2 separate regions of the Sus scrofa genome follow, and region 2 is linked to region 1. The links are chromatin contacts, called in public HiChIP or PLAC-seq maps. All regions are on one chromosome and are shown on one strand. The core of a region is the stretch at or near the end of the contact, and the rest is flanking DNA. Distances in the headings are between cores, read along the strand shown.

Region 1 (6,159 bases), core at 3,197-5,696:
TTTTTTCCTTGCAAAATGATGTCCAGCATCATTTGTTTCTTTTCACTATCTTTTGATAAGGTTCTATTTAACAGAGAATTTATGTAAAAATCTATAAAAAAGAAAGTAACTCTCTAGATATGGTATGGCAGTCCTATGGCTGGAGATGGGAGGGTAGTTCCCTACGTTTTTCACTCATGAGAAATGGCTAACTAGTATGTTCCACTATTCCATAAACATGCATGGTATAGGACAGTTCAGAAAGAAATTTCATTGCTCTCTACCCAAAGATCACCAGGAACACACCTGTGGTTGAACAAGTTAAGCTAATTACTCATTGCAGCAAGGGAGCACACACACTATGGGGAACCATACGGCATCTCAGTAAGAGGGTGTTAGAAAGAACTTATGTTAAGATTTGGGTTGTTTGGTGACTTAAAGGACTTTGATCTGAATTGGATGCTGTCAGGCAGCAAGGTTAGTTCTACAGTCGGGTAAATTAATAAATCTTATGTAGAAAGAAGGAAGACTAGAATGAGGATAAATCTACAAATGGTTAAGAAGCAATGGCTGCTCACATTGGTTTGATATTTTCAGTTTGTGTATTCCACTTGGTGACTTACATAAAGTTTGTTTTTGTCTATGTTGAGACATGATTATGTAATAACCTTATTTTTGTTCTGATCCATCATGAAGTAACCCTTTCTGAAGGTGATATTCTCTGAAACAGTTTATATTCAACAGAAGGCACCAAAGCCAAGCTGTGGCAGGCTAGCTCCTAGCAATACCAAGACCTAGCTGACAGCAACAGACCAGTCACTTGATGTCCAGGACTGCTTTTCTCTGTCTCAGAATATAGTGGTTAAGAATTTAGGCCCTACAGTTAGAAAAAAAATGTGCTTGATTCCAAGATGTGCTTTTCACTAGCGGTAGGCCCTTGGGTAAATTATCTAACTTCTCTATGCCTCGGCTTCTTCACATGAATATGGGGGTAACAATAGTTCTTGCCTTCACATGTTAAAACTAACGTCAAGTAAATCTTAAGTTATCATTATTACATCACAAAAAATATTAAGGATTGGGGCAGCAAAAGGAAAACCAAGAATAGTCCAGGTAATTGTGCCAGGAAAGTCAGAGTAGTAAGAAAGTGAGAACAGAAAAGCAAAATATTTTACATTCAGTGGAAATCTGAATATAAGTAGCCAGCTCATTTCAAAATTCCAGGATAATACATGATATCTGTAAAAACATGTTGAAAATAGGAAAATGTGTGGAACCTTATACCAAGTGATCTGTCATTTAAATGAGTTTACACAGAAAACACTGAGAGGTTGACAAAAATTATGATTATTATGCATATGCTAGGAGGAAGATTCTTGTGAAAGTTAAATTTGGATTCCTTTTAACTTCGATGTACTATGAGCCTGTAAACAATTTATTTCTTGTTTTCATGTTTCTGGTTTTCACCCTGCTTCCTACTGGCCCTTACTTTTGAACTACCCTACCTTGTCAAACATATAATATCACATCCAATTTCTTTAGTTTTTCAATAATGAAAAAGGCTCTGTGTGTAATTAACTACAGGAAAAGTCAGCCATTTAAGAAATTGGAAAATTGATATAAGTGGTATTAAGAAACTGTTTGAGTGGTCTAGCATGGAAGTTCCTGTCATGGCTCAGGGGTAACAAATCCGACTACTATCCATGAGGATGCAGGTTCAATCCCTGGCTTTGCTCAGTGGGTTAAGGATCTGGCATTGCCTTCAGCTGTGGTGTAGGCTGCAGATATGGTTTGAATCTGGAGTTGCTGTGGCTGTGTAGGCTGGCTGCTATATCTGCGATTCTACCCCAGCCTGGAAATTTCCACAGGCCACAGGTATGGCCCGAAAAAAAAAAAAAAAAAAAAAAAAAAAAAGTGGTCTAGCCATTAAGGATCTTGTAATTTTTCACTGCTGTGGCTCTGGTTCCGCCCCTGGCCCAGAAACTTCCACATGCTGAGGGCATGGCCAAAAAAACAAAGATAATTATCATTTATCGGAGTTCTCACTGTGCGACAGTGGGTTAATAATCTGGCATTGTCTCTGTGGCAGTGCGGGTTTGATCCCTGGCTCTGAGCAGTGGTTAAGGATCTGGTGCTGCTGAAGCTGTGGTGTAGATACTAGTTGAGGCTAGGATTTGATCCCTGGCCCAGGAACTTCCATATGCTGCTGGTGCTGCTGAAAAAGGGCAGAAAAAAAGAATTTGTTTTATTAAAAGGAAGTTACTGCTGAAAGGCATGAAGGTCTCATTATTTTGACATGATACAATCTTTCAGAAATACGTTTCATTTTTATAATCTAAGATGGGATTTCACAGAATGGGACTCAAGAACTCAGCACATTCAGCCTATAAAACAAACATGGCCTGACTTCCTTGAGGCTCTTTCTGCTATAAAAGCGTATCCCATATCAAGATAGCATCCTTCTGTAGAAGCCAATCCATCAAGACACTTAGTTTCATTTTAGATCTAGGGGTGGGTGAACATTGAGTGGTGCTATTCACTTTTACAGGTAAGAAAACTGAAACAGTAAGAAATGAATGCTGTCAGACTTATAAGAAATATATAACTACCTATACTTGAAGTTTCAGAAGATTCAGGTGAACTCAAAACCTCGCCCAAAGAACTGCTTTACATCCTGGTTGGTTTGAGATGGTTTCAACCCATTGTGGATTACAACTTCAATAAAAGCAAAAATGTAAAATCTCCCAGGAGTGGCTACAGTTTTACTAGTCATTTATATATTAAGGATTAAACTCTCCTGCAGAGAGAAAGAAGTGGAAGGGGAACAAGAAACTGTGTAATCGTGCACCTCATAATTTTGCCTAGCATTCACATTGGAAAGATCACATTTTAAGTGGTTGCTGTGATAACAGGAAAATAGAGTTGTTATGTACCTCTTTCACATGTTGAGTAGACACAACAATCCATAGATCCTGCTAACAATTCAGATCATATTTTAAAGTGACAAGATTTTTGCATCTCTCCTTTAACTTCTGGAAAACTAAAATATCTTGATAGTCTCAGAACAATGGTCTAAGAAGATATGAGTTGCTGCTTTGATAAATCAATGACTAGGCAGAAACCATAAACCATATTTAGGCCATTCCATTCAAGACCTGGCTCAATGTAAGCTTCTTCCAGGATGCTTTCCTTGGTTAGCACGTCCTTTTCTGAGCCTTGCCAACAGTTATTACTCAGTTGCACCAAACTGATTATTTTGCATTTGAAAAAAAAATTGTGTGACCTTATTAGTTATCAAACATACTAAGACAAGCGTGTTTTGTCTTGCTAATCAATCTGTGAAGGAAGACCTGACACTTACATACACATATAGGAATTCAGTTTATAAAGCCCTTTCACATCCATCATTTCTTTTGATTCTCTAGAAAAACCTATCTATGATGGACTTACTGTAATCTTCATTTTAAAGGTGTGGAAAATGAATAGATACCCCTTCTCTAGTTTAGCAGCCTTTTCACCACTTATCTCGTTCAGTCCTCGCAACCACCAAGCCGTGAGGTGAGATGCCTCACCTCACAATGGGTTCAGGGCCTGACAATATCCTCTTACCGCTGCACTCTTCTCACCACCTTCCAGAACCGCAAGCAGAGCCTCAGCCTAGATGGGGAGACCTGAAGATGCACCACGCTAGGCGGCAGGTGGCGAGGGAGGGGCGCGAAGCCAGGATTCCTAATTCCAGGTTTCCAACTCCCTCCTCTTAGCTACTAAGCACCCACTCTCTTCAGCCAACTGAAGAGAGTGGGCCCCTGGCGAGCCCTCAGCACTGCGAGAGCGGTGGGTGACGACGACTGATCACAGGAGTTCTTCCTTTTAAGAACCTCAGGTCTAGGGCAGAAGAGACTTAATAATAATAATAATAATAATAATAGAGCAAGTCCTCTCTGGTCACCCCTGTCACCTGGGCAGTAAAGGCACGTCGAGAGCCCCAAACTGAAAGGCGCAGAGAAGTCCCGGCTGGCGACCGTCCCATGTTCCTTCGGGCCAACGTTCTGAATCCCTAGCGACCGTTACTAGCAACTAAAGCCAGAGTCCGAGAAGCAGGCGGCTCCAGCGCTTGCGGGCCGCAGCGCCTCAGCCTACGCATGCCCGGGGCTCTGAGCCCCTCGCCCGATCTGATTGGACCGAGGAGGAAAGGGGGCGGGAGGCCCCAGGCGGAGGCGCGCTCGCAGGCCGGCCCTGGGTTCTCGCGGTGGCACCTAGCGGGCGAAGGGGCGGGAGCTTGGCCTGGGAGCAAGGGGGGGGGGGGGTGTCGCGCGTGCGCACCTCGGGAGGCGACTGTCTGGGGGCTGCTGGGAGGGCTGGGCAGTTCGAGAAACGGGTGGGCGTGTGCCGGGTGGGCGCGGGAGGGGCTTCGTGTGCGCTTGCGCGTCGAATCGCGAGCCGCGGGAGGAGGCGGGAACTGAGGAGGCGGTGGAGGGGGCGGGTCGCGTCCGGCGCCACGTCCGCAGCCAGAGGCCGCCGTCGCCAACCGAGTGTTCTGGTTCCACAGCCAGAGGAGGCGTCTCCGGAGCTCGCAGTTGACCCAGGCTGTGCCAGCCGCTCAGGCCGCCTCAGCCCTCCTCGGTGCTGCCCGGTCTTTTCGCCCGGCCCCGGCGTCGGCCCCCGACCCGGCGGTAAGTCAGGCTGGAAGGGTAGAGGGCGCCGTCTCGGCTTCTTTTCCTCCTCTCTGTTGCCTTTTTCCGTTAGCTCTTCAGCACCTCACCGCCTCATTCTCTGGGCCTGGCTGCTGGGAGTTGGGCCTTTTGGGGGGACTGAGCGGGGAAGGGGGAGGGGCGAGATGATGTTGGGGGCGGGTGGAGGTTCGTTGGCACGGTTGCCCCCTCTTACGGGTCTTTTCCTCCTCGGTGGTTTGAGATTGCGACCCTTCTTGGAAGCATCTGCCTGACTTCTTAGCTCCTGGGGTGTCGGGTTGGGGGAATGGGGGTGGGAGGGCGTCAGCAGCCTGGGAGATGAGAGGAATGTGGCACAGGGCCTGGGTGCTGGGCTTCCCCTCCCTGCTAACTCCTAACCTGTTGATAAATCATTCTCTTGGGTTCAGGTCCCCAGTGGGCATTCACCGTGTTCTTCACAGGTAGCCCTACCCGCCCCCTCCGTGCATAACCTAAACTTGAAAATGTAGCAATGGAGAGAGACGCTGATGGCACCGGGGGCTGCTGGAGCACCCATCAGTGCCGTCATTGCCTTCTGAGTCTAAATAAAATTCGTGTCTGCTATATACACACGCATTCTCAAGTCTGGTCCCCAGGTTCCTACTTCCAATCAGATCCTCTTTCCTAAACAGATCTCCTCTTGTATGTTAGAATAGGAATTCTGGAACCCTGTGGGAGTGCGGGTGTGCTGGGTGTCCAACGTGGAGCGGAGGGAGGAGGTGCTGAGCTCAGCCCTAGCCAGGGCTCCTCCAGGGTCATTTTCTGCTTCTCCTGCCACGTCACTCCCTCTGGTAAAGAAGAAGGAAAAAAAAAGTACTTGCTAGTGCCCAAAGGGATCCGTGGGGGTTGAGAAGGGGCCACTGGGAAAGGTTTCGAAACACCTAGAGAAAGAGGAGAGTTTGATTTATTATGTCCTTGTGAGCACTTGTGCTGATTCTAAATGAAAATACTTAATTTACTGTGTGCGATTATTTGCTATTGTTTAACCTATGTAAAACTTGCACTGGCGTGGGTGCTCTAAAGGGCTTCCCAAGAGTATTGATATCATTCCATCAACAGGTATATATGTGTGTGTACGTGTCCACGTCTGCTTTTTTTAAAGAAAGAGGGAAGTAACCTTGAATAAACCCTTATGCATCCTGTTTTGATTTTTTTCCACTTTCATTTCTTTAGTTTTTGTTATAACGTGTACTGGAAAACAGGTTCAATAAAAATATGCCCATATGTAGAGAACATCGTTAGAAAAGTTACCGTGTGAGGTCCATTTTTTAAAAGTCCAGGAATGTCTTTGCCTTTGTTTCAGTCATTGAGTATTTGCTGTTTTTCCTCTTTCTGAAGGTATCTTACTGCATTATATATAAACACCCTCAGAGTAGGCCTTTACATACTTGTTCAGGCTGAAACCTCAGTGCCTAACACAGTGTAAACCTCAGTGCCTAACACAGTGTCTGACCTGTAGTAGGGACACAGA
Region 2 (6,715 bases), core at 2,921-5,420, 180 kb before region 1:
ATCTAATGAAACTCTAATTTCATAAATAATATCCTGAGAAATTAATGTGTACCAGGATTTGACACCAGTCGGCAACAGACCCTTTCCTGTCCCCTAGTTCTATTTAATTTTATTTATGTCGTGGTATTATGAGATAATGTTTTCAGGAATGTAATATGTGGTAAGCTGAAATTGGATTGACTGGTTATACAGTCATCAGTGACAATGAATTGTCGGTCAGATTTAACTTTTCCTTATTCCACTGACCAACTGACCTCTTAAGAAATCTTCCTTGCTGGCTTTCAAGTTCAACCAAATTGGTATCCTTTCTCAATAAGTGTTTCATTAATTGTGGCCTCCGGAACTTCTCTCCTGGCATTTCTCCCTTTCTGCTCGCCCTCTAAGCTCTCTGCACCTCCTCCAAGGCTTCTCTAATTACTCTTCTTCCCATCAATGTTTATCTTGCTTTGATTTGCATAATATTTATGTTAAATGTGTTCCTTCCTATCAGAGAAATGACTTGCTTATTGCCTGGATGTTTCTTATATCTGTAAAGGACAGGATAAATTTTTCTACTCATTTAATTAATTTATTTATTTATTCTTTTTACAGCCACACCTGTGGCATATGGAGGTTCCCAGGGCTTAGAGGTCGAATCAGAGCCGCAACTGTAGGCCTACGCCAGAGCCACAGCAACACTGGATCCGAGCTGCATCTGTGACCTATGCCATAGCTGCAGCAGCACCTGATCATTCATCCACGGAGCCACAATGGGAACTCCTGTTTTTATTTTTTATGAATATCTAAGACCGTGCTGCGCTCCAAATATTTGTTAAAGGAACAAACCATGTTAATTAACTTTGCTACAATGGGGAGGCTTCATTCTTGACAGAAAATGAAATTAACTTTTACCTCGCTTGATTATTCCGATTTCTCAAAGATTAATTAATGAGTCACATGCACATAAGTTTGATAGTCTTTCAAACATTAGTTCAGTGGTTGATATTCTATCAAAATATTGGCCTAGTGGTTCTCAACTTTGGCTGTTCATTTGAATCAACTGAGAAGCTTTTAAAGCTACCAAAACCCAGGAGTTCCTGTCATGGCTCAGAGGGTTAAGAACTCATCAGGTATTCTTGAGGATTTGGGTTCAATCCCTGGCCTTAGTGGGTTTGATCCCTGGCCTTAACCACTCAGTGGGTTAAGGATCTGGCATTGCTGTGGCAGTGGTGCAGGCTAGTTGCTGTAGCTCTGATTCCACCCCTAGCCTGGGAATTTCCATATGCCACAGGTGCGGCCCTAAAAAAATAAAAAACAAAACAAAACAAAAAACTCACTACCAATACCCAGATCCCACCACAGATCGACTGAATCAGAATATCTGCAGGTATGCCCAAGCAATGATTTGCTTGTATCATACTGATACTTGGTTTGCACATATTGATTTGTACAAGCTCACCCTTAATAGATTTTTCTAAAGAATGAGCATGTTCAAATATGCTTTTGCTTTGTCCTTAGAATTACAAAATTTTAGAACAGAGAACTGAGATCCTGCCTGGATCAATTCTTTGACAACCGAGAACACTATCCCATGGCAGAGGACATGCTTCGTAGGATATAACAAAGTCCAAAATAAATGACTATTTATGGGTTTTTCACTGGCTCTGACCTATCAATCTATAACATTTTATGCTCTCAGAGCCAGAGCACTTCTAGCCACTTACTATACCACTTACTAGCAGAGCAAAGCTAATCCACACACTGAACTTAGCTTTTTCTATGAAAAGGAAGATAGTGCCTCTCCTACTGACCTTGCATTTTTTCACCTATTACAAAGATTCAATCAGATATTTTAAGAATAGCAAAGCACTGCCCATATATATGTATGGAATTATATTACCATCTCTCAGAGAAGTAACTTGTGAATAAACATGTTGCTTTGATTACCTAGGCTCTAAATCCTAATTCCTTGGCACCAAGCCCCCCAAGAATCAACAGGAACTGGAGTTACTATGGACTAGAAACTCTATTCACTGAAAATATCATATAACTAAATATTCAGGGTGATAAAGTGATGTAGTGACCCAGGATTTAGCTAGTCTAGGCTCTAGTCCCAGAGTCTGCTTTTAACTATTGACTTTGGACAAGTCACTTAATTTTTCTAGGACCAGAGTCTCGGCAGTGGTCAAAGAGGACTTGAATTTAGAGTCAAAGATCCTTTTCATTTATAAAATCAGTATATTAGTGCTTAATTAAAATTACTAAAGAGCAATTTCCCAAGCCATTAATTCATGTGGTTTCACATTTAAAAAATCTCTTTTTAGAAGTAGAGAGTTGGAGCCTAAAAACATAAGCCTATTTCTGGTAAACAGACATTTCAACTCATGTGTATAAGATCCTCTTTAAAGAAACATCTCTACTCAGATACCTTATGCTTGTCAGTATCCTGTGCAGGAGCTCTTGTTCCAAAAATAAATATATGGTAACCCAAAAAGCATGTAATACAGTACTAGGCAGGCAGTAGGTACCCAAATATTTTATGTTACAGCTCTCGGTTTGGATTCTAGTTGGTGTTATTTATCTAATCTGAGTCTGATTTCTTATATATACACAGGAAAATTACCTTCTTCAATGCATTGAGATGGTGTATACTAAAATGTTTTGTAAACAATTAACTGCAAGGTATTATTATAACCTAGGGAATATAACTTCCTATTCCATGATCTTTCTAAGAAGGAGATTTTTCAAAAATCTTTCTGACTTTACTATGGATGTAGCACTTAACCTCAATGTCTGGCTCAACAAATATGCTAAATAAAGGTTTGCTGCGTGAAAAGTAAAATCCACAAAAAGACCAAAAGCTCCATGAGCTCAGATTCCATACTTGTTTTTATTTCTAAGTTCTCAGCACCTAGAATGACACTTAGGAGACACTCAATAATTATTAGATGAATAAATGTTTGCGTCCCCCGCCCCAGTTCCTCTTCAGCGCAGCTCAAAAGGGAGAGGCAGGCAGGGGCGGCATGAAAGATGATTTCTGGTAAAGGATGCTTAGAATGGAAAGCTGAAAGTTACTTGGAGACTTCATCCACTCTCTAGCAAATAGCTTGGCAGAACAAAAAGAGCATAGATAGGTCCTAAGTTCAAATTCAGTTTCTAAATTCTGCAGTCTTGGCAAATTAATCTATTAACCTCTTCAAGACTCAGTTTCCTCATCTTAAAATGAGAATAGGATCTCCCTCATAGGGTTAAGCACTAAAATGAAAGCGCCATAATAGCAGGGACTTTATTTTGGGTCCACTGTATTCATACTGATCAGGATTGTATTGTATTGAATAGTGCCTGGCACAGCATAAATTCTCAAATATTTGTTAATTTGTGAGAAATTGACTGAGATAACACAGGTGAAGTTTGTAACAATGTGTGTGCATGCAGTGAACACTTAGCAAATGTGAGCCTCTATCATCATCACCATCATCACTACCATTACTAGTATATCCGTATTATTACATTTCCTGGTCTTTGGGGAAAGATCTGTATTCAAATCTTGAATTACCCATTTACTGGCTATGTGACTTAGGACAAATTACTTAACCTATTCGGGTTCCTTCGGTTCCGCAAAAATCTGTGTTGTGAGAAATCACCTGACTGAAGTCTGGAATCTCGGGGGCACGCGATATATGGCAGCTATTATTTATTATTAAGGCCAAAAAACCGCTGAGTCCCCTCTTATCCGAGAATTGCCAGCAATCTCTCACATTAGTGTGGCTGAATACACAGCACGACCGCAAACAAGGAAGGAAGGAATTTCAGAGACCAAAACCGCTAAACGAGAAAAGAGGGAATGAAACCGGTGTTTGACAGTTCCCACCAAGAGGTGTCAGTTTCCGCGGCTGTCACCTAGTCCGACCAGCCAAAGCTAGAGCCGGACAGTCAGCTCGGTAAGGAACACAAAGGAGGCACAGCCGACGCTCAGACCCTCCCCTTAACGGTCTCCGGGCCGCTGGCCTCAGGCGGCCGCCGGACTCCCGTTTCCGGCCTTCGCAGGACCACAGTTCCCAGCATGCCTTTGGAGGGAAGTCTTTCCCGCGGGATGACTACCAATCCCGGCATGCCATTCGGCACTCCAGTAAATTAGATGGAAGAGTGGGATGACCCCATTGCCCGAAGGGAATTGTAGTCCATACAGCTGCTGGCTCTTAGAGGGGCGGGGAAGAGCCGGGTCGCTCTCGTCAGCTGAGGAGAATGATTCATAGAGGAGGGTCGGGAGAGAAGAACAGTTCTGTCTGTGGAAGCCCACTTAAAAGGCTGGACTCTTCTCCGAGGAAGGGAGAGGAAGGAGAGAAAGTAGGACCTCGGGTCTGACCCCGCCTCTGGCCGTTCGCCAGGCCTCTACCGAGTCCTGGGCCTTGTCGGGGGTGGCCGCGAGGCGCCGGTTGCTGGGGGACCCGTGACGTCGCGGGGTGAAAGTTGAGGGGCGGTGACGTCGGGCCTGCCCGGGCGGAGGCTGGCGGGTTGGAGGCAGAGGGAGGGAGGGAAGGAGGGAAGGAAGGAAGCTGGGAAGCAGCGAGCGAGCGGGGGCGCGAGGCGTTTACCTGGAGGCAGCGGCTTGGGCGCGCACAGCGGCCGCGGCTCCCCCGCACCTGCGGCCATGGATGAGGAGCGCGCCCTCTACATCGTCCGGGCCGGCGAGGCGGGGGCTATCGAACGGGTCCTGAGGGATTACAGCGATAAGGTAAAGAGCCCTGGCCCCGGGCATGCGGTATAGCACCCCGGGCCGCTCCCCCAACCCCCCTCGGGCTTGCACACCGCATCTCTCCCAACCCCCCTCATTCCGGGGATGCGCACTGCTCTCCCCCGAAAACGTTTCCGGCTTGGGCATGCGTGTTTGTGCCCCCCCGCTTTTTCCATCCGTGCATCCTGTATCCCCCTGCCCCCACTCTGGCGCCCACTCCTCTGATTCCGGCCCAGCAGCTTGTCCCATGGCCCTGTTCCCAAGCGTGCAAGTCACACCCCCGGAATCCGTGAATGTGTGTCTCCGCTTTGCGCCCTACTCTTGAATGCATAAACGCACGCGAGGCTTCCTTACCTGCATAGCATAAAAATACGTGTGTCTGTGCATCACCACGGCCCTTGACATGCATAAAACGTATCAGCTACGATGGCAGTTCCTTATATATCTACAGCACTGCTGTCTCAAGGCGTGGTGTCTCTTATATGGTCTAACTTGATTCTCAGAATTTATGAGGTAGAGAGCATCCTCCTCTCCATTTTATAGATGAGAAAACCGAGGCACTAGGAATTGAAATGACGCCAAGGTCATGGACACACTGTGTTTTAAGTGGAGGGAGACTAACTACTAACAATACCCGTTGTTTGTATAGCCTTAACAGTTTTCCCATCCATTATCTCATTTAATCTTGACAGCAATCCTGTTTTGCAATTGAGATTCTAGATCTGTTAAGTAACTTGCCCAAGGTCATGCTTGTAAGCTGGGATTCCAACCTAGGTCTTCAAACCATTCATTATTCTTTCCAATTTATAACCCTGCAGTAAAAAGCTATCTTCTTATATATCCCAGTCACTTCTCTGAATGTCTCTTCAAGAACCGTTAGCTCTCCATTACTTTTCCTTCCAGGAATTTTACATGCTGACTTCAAAAGGTAACGTACCATACCTTTGTTCTTCCATTTAGAAGACTGCTTTATAGGAAAGACTGACTACTCCCTTCTGTGAAAACACACCCAACACACCCTAGATATAATATCTTTCTTCCTTTCTTTTGCTTTCATTCATTTCCCCTTCTGTATTTGCTATGTGCCCACCACTGCACTTCCATACATTTGTATTGAGCTGCCAGTATGCCATTTCTGCCCTGTGTGGAGAAGAGCCACATTCCCATTTAATCTTTCCCTATAAGGAAAGTGGTGGTATGCCCCATTTTACAAATGATAAAATTTAGGATAATGTTGCCCTAAGTCCATACAGTCATTGAGATGGGACAGATTCGAATCTAAGTGTCTGACTGCCCTATTACAGTACTATGTATTTCTTTGGGAGGATGCATGGATTCGGTTCGCATCATATCTCAGCTTCTTCACTTTCTGATAGTGTTACTGTTGCATATCTGCCAAATTTTGGAGAAATTCATTTAATGCACAGATGTATGCATTGTGGAGATTACAGTCATCCTTGATAACTGCAGGGGATTTGCTCCAGGACTCCCTCCCCCTTGGGTATCAAAATCCATGGGTAAGTCCCTATATAAAATGGCATAGTATTTGCATATAACCTACACACATCCTCCCTTATACTCTAAATCATCTCTAGATTACTAATAATACTTAATACAGCATAAATTATATGTAGGTAGTTGTAAATATAATGTACATACTATATAGCTAGTTGCCAGTTGATTCATGTTTTGCTTTTTTGGAACTTTATGGAATTTTTTTTCCAAATGTTTTCTTTTTTTTCAAATATTTTTAATCCACAATTGATTGAATTTGCAGAGGTGGGATCTGCAGATACAGAGGCCTTGAATGTCTATTCATTTAACTTGATTTATAATTGCTTTCCACAAAAGATTTGTGGTAATTACAAACTGATTTTCAGAAGAAAGAAATATAGCAAAGAACTTGGCTATTGTGTTGAATCAACTAGTGTTTATTTAGCACTTGTTATATGCCAGGTAGCCAGCAACAAATAGGAACTTTTTTTCTGTAGGGAAGGAGGA

What was found. HiChIP or PLAC-seq counts read pairs in DNA pulled down with a chosen protein or histone mark.
Region 2: an H3K27ac HiChIP or PLAC-seq map of alveolar macrophages shows a contact between it and region 1. The contact joins the promoter of RIC8B here to the promoter of TMEM263 in region 1. A contact is called at or near these places in 1 of 5 promoter capture datasets (liver), 4 of 47 Hi-C or Micro-C datasets (fibroblasts, heart right ventricle and skeletal muscle) and 2 of 2 datasets of contacts at active chromatin or transcription factors (alveolar macrophages and skeletal muscle).

What each region holds. Positions count from the first base shown.
Region 1 is chr5:13,395,699-13,401,857 of Sscrofa11.1, reverse strand. It overlaps TMEM263 (transmembrane protein 263), which reads left to right and starts at 4,446. Exons shown (of 3, transcript XM_021091567.1): 1 at 4,446-4,652. It overlaps CRY1 (cryptochrome-1), which reads right to left. Exons shown (of 18, transcript XM_021091562.1): 16 at 1-5,476.
Region 2 is chr5:13,577,952-13,584,666 of Sscrofa11.1, reverse strand. RIC8B (synembryn-B) reads left to right here and starts at 4,170. Exons shown (of 11, transcript XR_002343919.1): 1 at 4,170-4,714.